2 separate regions of the Gossypium hirsutum genome follow, and region 2 is linked to region 1. A link is a contact called in public Hi-C data. All regions are on one chromosome and are shown on one strand. The core of a region is the stretch at or near the end of the contact, and the rest is flanking DNA. Distances in the headings are between cores, read along the strand shown. Region 1 holds the start of LOC107893898 (serine/threonine-protein kinase ATG1c). Region 2 holds the start of LOC107893900 (pentatricopeptide repeat-containing protein MRL1, chloroplastic).

Region 1 (3,291 bases), core at 647-3,146:
AATTTTACATGGATAAAACATATCTATTGAATACTCCAATGATTGTATGATCGTTAGATATGAATAAAGATCAATTTTGTCATTTTGAGAATGATGAAGAATTTATTGGTCCTGAGTACCATATCTAACTGCCGTAGGGCAATTAATGTATCTTGCAAACAACATAAGACCTGATATAGGTTTCATTGTAAACTTGTTAGTAAGATTTAGCTCTTCTCCAACATGTAAACATTAGAATGGAATTAAACATGTATTTAGATATCTCAGAGAGACCATTAATATGGGATTATTTTATTCAAATGATTTAAAATCCCTATTAGTTAGTTATTGGATATTTATTAGATCCACATAAAGGTCGATCTCAAACAATATATTTATTTACACGTAGAGGTACTACCATATCATAACATTCAACAAAACATACATTAGTTGTTGCCTTTTCAAATCATACAGAAATAATTGCAATGCATAGGGAAAATCAAAAGTGTGTTTTGCTAAAGTTATTGATCAGGGACATAGTTAGGGAGTTGACAGGGGCCTCGAATCCCCTAAAATAATATTTTTAGGCCCTTTAAAATTTTTAAGATTTTAAATTAGTAAAGGTAAAATTGCACTTTGCCCCCTAAAAATGATAAAAAATTGATTAAATTTTTTTAAAAATTATAAGATACATGCTATTAAAATGGCGAAATTACATTTTTACTATTGTGAAAATTACAATTTAATTTTTGCCCACATGAAATTTTTTTTCTAACTTCGCCCTTATTATTGACCCAACATATTTAGAAGATATGTAATATGCCTTTACAAAAAAAATATGTCAACTATCTTATACGAAGATAATGTAACATGTATAGCTCCATTGAAGGGTGGTTACATCAAAGGTGATAGAACGAAACATATTTCACCAAAACTATTATTCACTCATAATCTTGAGAAGAAATGTGATATAGAAGTTCAACAAATTCATTCTAGTGATGATTAAACAGATTTTTTTACCAATGCATTGTTAACTTTAACATTTGAAGGACTACTGGACAAAATTGGAATATGTCAACTCAAAGATATAATGTGATGTTGTCATTAGAGGGAGTAAAAAATATATTGCACTCTTTTCCTTTAATCAATGTTTTATCTTACTAGGTTTTCGTGATAAAATTTTTTAATGAGATAACTTGTAATAATAGATTATGTACTTTTTTCTTTCATTAGGTTTTTATTTCATAAATTTTTCTTAATAATTTTTTACGAAACATTTTTATTAATAGACATTCAATGGGGAGTGTTGTAAATCTATTTATAAATGGATGTTCATAACCTCAAATTTATCTTATTATAACATTTAAAGAATGAATGTCTATAACCCTTAAATTCATTTTCTTAAAACCCCTAAATTATTTACAAGATACCTTAATTTTAATCCTTAATGTTTTATAACTTATGATATTTAAAGCCCTATAAATAGAAAACATGTACAAACTTATTGTATCGTAAGTAAAAGATAAATTATCTTTCATTTTTATTGTTCTTTTAATTTTATAATAAAAAATTATTTAAGAAACATTAAAATTTTTAGCTTCACATCTAATAAAAATTTATTTAAAGGATATTTATTAGTAAACTTGGAAAATGAAAATTAAAGTATTAAATAATTCATAAAAGGCCAAAAAGTCGCTTTAACGTTATCTAACCAATGTCTGACGGACAGGTGGTAAAAAGCTGATATCGGCGCTTTTCCATCATCACCTACCACTTGTCCACCCAATTAAAAACAGCCAACTCACTAACATCCGTGGTTACACCGTATAAGTAACCGTATCTTAAAAATATACACCGTCTAATCCCGCTTTTAGCTTATGGTTTTCATTAAAAAAAACAAAATAATCATCGAATCACAAAACATTAATCCTCAATTACGTTCGCTAATCCCAATTAATAATCTCAATAATTCAACCCATAATAACTAGAATGCATAATTTTAGAGAACTCATTAATCAAGTTCTCATCTCACCCTCCTTCCTCACTCTTCCTCAGATTATTTTTCTTTGCACGGTGAATCGGAAATCCAATTAATATTCGGGTCGGATCTTCCGAAGATCCAAATTCCAGTATTCTATACCATTTTTTAAAGCTTCAAGCTCTGGAGTCGGATCCTTGGGCTTTTTTCTCTCTCTTTTTGTTCCAGGTTCGTCTGTAATGGCTCAAGCAACGGGGAGGGGAAGAATGGTAGGGAACTATTTAGTGGGTCGGAAAATCGGGTCGGGTTCCTTTTCGATTGTTTGGCATGCGAGGCATCGAGTTCATGGAACCGAGGTGGCGATAAAGGAGATCGTAACGGGTCGACTCAATAAGAAGTTGCAAGATAGTTTGATGTCGGAAATCTTTATTTTGAAGAGAATCAATCATCCTAATATTATTCGACTGCATGATATTGTTGAGGTTCGTTTCTTCTTGTTCCCTTTTATTTAATTGTTTCCTTTTACTATTAGATTTTAGGGAGTTGTTTGGATGCCGATAAAGTAGAGGAAGAAGTGGCGGAAATGGAGCTATTTGAAAATGAGTTGTTAACTAAGGTAGGGACTGAAATTTGAGGCGCCATTTATTGAGGGAAAGTTCTTCTTTTAAGGAAAATGATGAAAGAACGGAGGATGTGGATTCTTTTTAACTGAAGATATTTTAGAATGCAATATTGAAAATGAGAAGAATCTACTTTTTGAAAAGAGCTATCCGCGCATACTCGTATTTGATGGAAGCAGAGAATGAAAGAATTAACGAATAGTGGAAATTTCAGTCAATCTATATATTGTGTTTTTTTCTTTGCTAAGCAAAGTTTTTTATTAATAAGAAAAGCTCATTACAGAAAATGAGCAACATCATTTACAGGGGATTGAACACCTAAATTGCTCATCACGCCTAATCTAATACAACAAAATCCTTCAAATCAACCCAATGGAATAAACCACCATAAGATTCATCATTTAAACAATAAAAACGTACAATCAGTCACCTTATCTAGTCAAATTAGCCAGCAATAAAACAAAGTTAAGCCTATAGCATCCATAATCTCCTTCCTATAGCAAAACATTTGACAAATGATGCCATTGGGAATTCAGCAACTAATACTAATGGAGAAGTCTCAAGGATCATGGGAAGCAATTTGGTAAATTTGCAGTGGTCAAGAAACTAAATGGTGAATCTAGTTTTCATGTATTTGTTTGTGAAGTTTGCAGCTTATATGTATCTATATCTCTAAAATATTTGCATCGTGCTGGAGTGGTTATATGCTGTGCC
Region 2 (2,880 bases), core at 344-2,843, 230 kb before region 1:
AATGCATCTTTGTTTAGTTCACTGTTCGGCTTCAGCTTCAGTGAAGAAAACTTATTGCTATTTGAAGAGAGAACATGAGAAGACACTGGTCTTAGAGTCAAGTTTGATGAAGATTTTGCCACCAAGTGATCAGCCTCGTAGAAGGTGTGAAGCTCTTCTCTGCCGGATTCTCTGAATATGTCATAATTTCTAACTTTATCTTCTCCGACAAGGACAACAGCATCTTCTACTAGAACAGAAGAAGCACTAGACTTGGGTTCCACAGCTAGTCTAGGGTAATCAGCTTCAAATTCATTTACTCGTTCTTCCAAATGAAGTCCTGACCTTTGTGTTGCAAAGGTAAGTGGCTGTCCTGCTCCTGATTCAAGCAGCACAGTAGGTTGAAGAGGTAGAACAGTAGTTCCAGATTCTTCAAGAACATCAGAATCATTAGTATTAAATGCAAGAAAATCAGCACCATTTGACTCTGATGCCTTAGACAACGTGGAATCACCATTCACCACAGCAGTTTCTTGCAAAAACACCTCTTTACTTTCAGAAGCATCATTCACTTCCTTCATGTGCTCTGTCAAACCGCCATTTTCTTTTGCAAAAGTATCCCTTTGAAGATCCCCCGCCTCCAAAATCTGATGGTCAGCAGTCTGGATCACCACATCTTTTCCTTGTCGTTGTTGACGTAAGGCAGAACGTGACGAACCAGATACCTGTGCGTGGGCATCATAATCGAAAAAGTTAGTCACGTCTAAAAAAACTCAACTAAATCCAAAGGCAACCCAAATTTCAGAATTTAGTGAATCCTAATATAGAAAGGAAAATCATCAGAATTACCATGACATAAACTGTGCACCCAAGTTAGTTCTGCAACAATTATAATATAAGCATCAAGGAATATAAATTTATGATCAAAAACGTCTTCTGAATGTTTAAACCAACTTTCTCATTTTTAGCTGTGCATTCACAACTCAAAATTTTCAAACCTTCTCGGATAGTTCTTTCCAAAACAACCATAATCCCACGTCCCAACACTTGAATAATGAAAACCAGCTACCCCAATTCAGCAGAACTTTAGCTAAACCAGACTTCAATTCAATCAGTTAAGTAAACTCACCTTTTTTAAAGTCTGACTCTTTCTAAAAAATTGATTATAGAAAGCAAGAGAAAAAGCAGATAAAGCGGTTACACCGATGAGAACGAAAACCAAATTGGAGTCGATAGAAACTCTGGAAACAAAGCGGGGAGGTTGGAGGCGCAGAAAGGTCAAGTTTTTGCGTTTCCTTCGGAGAGAAGAAGCACCTCCGGGAGGCCAGAGGGAGTGAGTGAAACCAAGGAATTGTCGGCTGATTAGAGGACGGGTAGTGGAAGAGGAGAATGGGTAAGAAGGTAGGAAATTTGGGGTTTGGAATTTTGGAGACAAGAAGATTAAGTTGGAATCCATAGAAAGAAGCTCAAAGAAAAAAAAAAGAGAGGATAGAGTGGCAAAAGAGAGAGGAGAGGAGCTTATCGAGTTCAACGAAATGAACGATGTTCAGTTTCAGTTGTTATTAGTGATCCACTACCGGATATTGTTGCTGACGTAGCAAAAAATGTCTCTCCTCTTTTTCTTCAATTAAAATGTTATTTTCAAAGGAAAAGAGAAACTAAAAAAGGTTAATTTCCTAGGTCAAATTCTGCGTTTTTATTCTTCAATTAGATAAATTTTAGTTATTTTATTTTGATTAATTTTAGTTTATGTGGTTAAATTTTGTTATCAGTGATATACTATGTTTAAAGTTGGTTCATTTTCTTCAATTAAATCATTTTTAGCCTCTATTTTTTGAATTTAAAATTTTTAATTTTGATGCAAAAGATAATCGTTAATATATTAACTTTCTTTCTGTAAGTAATATGTGAAAATAATAAATTGATAAATTAATATAACAAAACTTAATAAATTTAATAATTATTATTTGCTTAAGATTAAATTTCTAAATTTTAAACTACATAAAAATCTCGTCTATACCGAAGTTATGTTTATATCAAATCTAAGGCCAAAGTTTATAGTTGATGTTAATAATGCATTTGTTGAAGTTTTGAAGCAATAAGAATAAAGGGCATAATATGCCATTATTTGTGATGCATATGTTGAGTTACTTCTATTCTTGTGAGGGAAGAATGTTGGAGACATTTATTATATTTTTGGCTTTGACAATATGCCTAATTTTTTTACATAGAGTTATTGAGGTTATTACTTGCAAGATTGTTAATATAAATCTACTTTTGCTAAATTATTATTATTATTAAATTTTAAAGTTTAAAAGAATTGTCAACGTTTTAATTGTCAACGTATTATAATGTTTTATTAATATTGAGATTAAAGTCTTTGTTGTGTTGACTTCACTATCTACTACGAGTGTTTTTTATTTTTTTCTCTGAATTATATAGTTCTATTCATTGAATTGAGAATAATTGACTTGAAAGGTATATAAAAGTATGGAGTAAATTAAGCTTTCTTGCCCCATATAATGAAATTATTTTAAACTTAATTCTAGTATTTATTGGGTTATATTTGACAAATTTAAGGGGCTAAATTATCAATAAATGCCGAATTTTTTTAAAATTTACCAAATTATGTCTTATTTGGAAGAATTACAAGAATAGGCCGATTTTGCGAAATGCTTCCAGCTGGAAGCGTTTTCAGGTGAAATTCAAAAAAACGAGTCCAAGTGAAAATATTGTCAAGTGATTTGCAAAAAATACTTTCAACTAGAAATGCTTTCAGCTACATCAGTACTAAAAATGAAAGAACCAATTTTTTTATTGAACTTCTTTTTATAACGATAATATTTGTACAAAATTTTATAATGTTTTGTTTTGTTAGAATTTAATGTTATATAAAATTTT

What was found. Hi-C and Micro-C count contacts between places; a contact is called where the count stands out from the background.
Region 2: a contact with region 1 is called in a Hi-C map of leaf, with 1.9 times the contacts expected there. The contact joins the promoter of LOC107893900 here to the promoter of LOC107893898 in region 1. A contact is called at or near these places in 2 of 34 Hi-C or Micro-C datasets (both in leaf).

The regions. Positions count from the first base shown.
Region 1 is chrA13:42,482,468-42,485,758 of Gossypium_hirsutum_v2.1, reverse strand. LOC107893898 (serine/threonine-protein kinase ATG1c) reads left to right here and starts at 1,896. Exons shown (of 13, transcript XM_016819039.2): 1 at 1,896-2,439. The coding sequence starts at 2,197.
Region 2 is chrA13:42,713,272-42,716,151 of Gossypium_hirsutum_v2.1, reverse strand. It overlaps LOC107893900 (pentatricopeptide repeat-containing protein MRL1, chloroplastic), which reads right to left and starts at 1,593. Exons shown (of 19, transcript XM_016819043.2): 1 at 1,109-1,593; 2 at 1-704. The coding sequence starts at 1,435.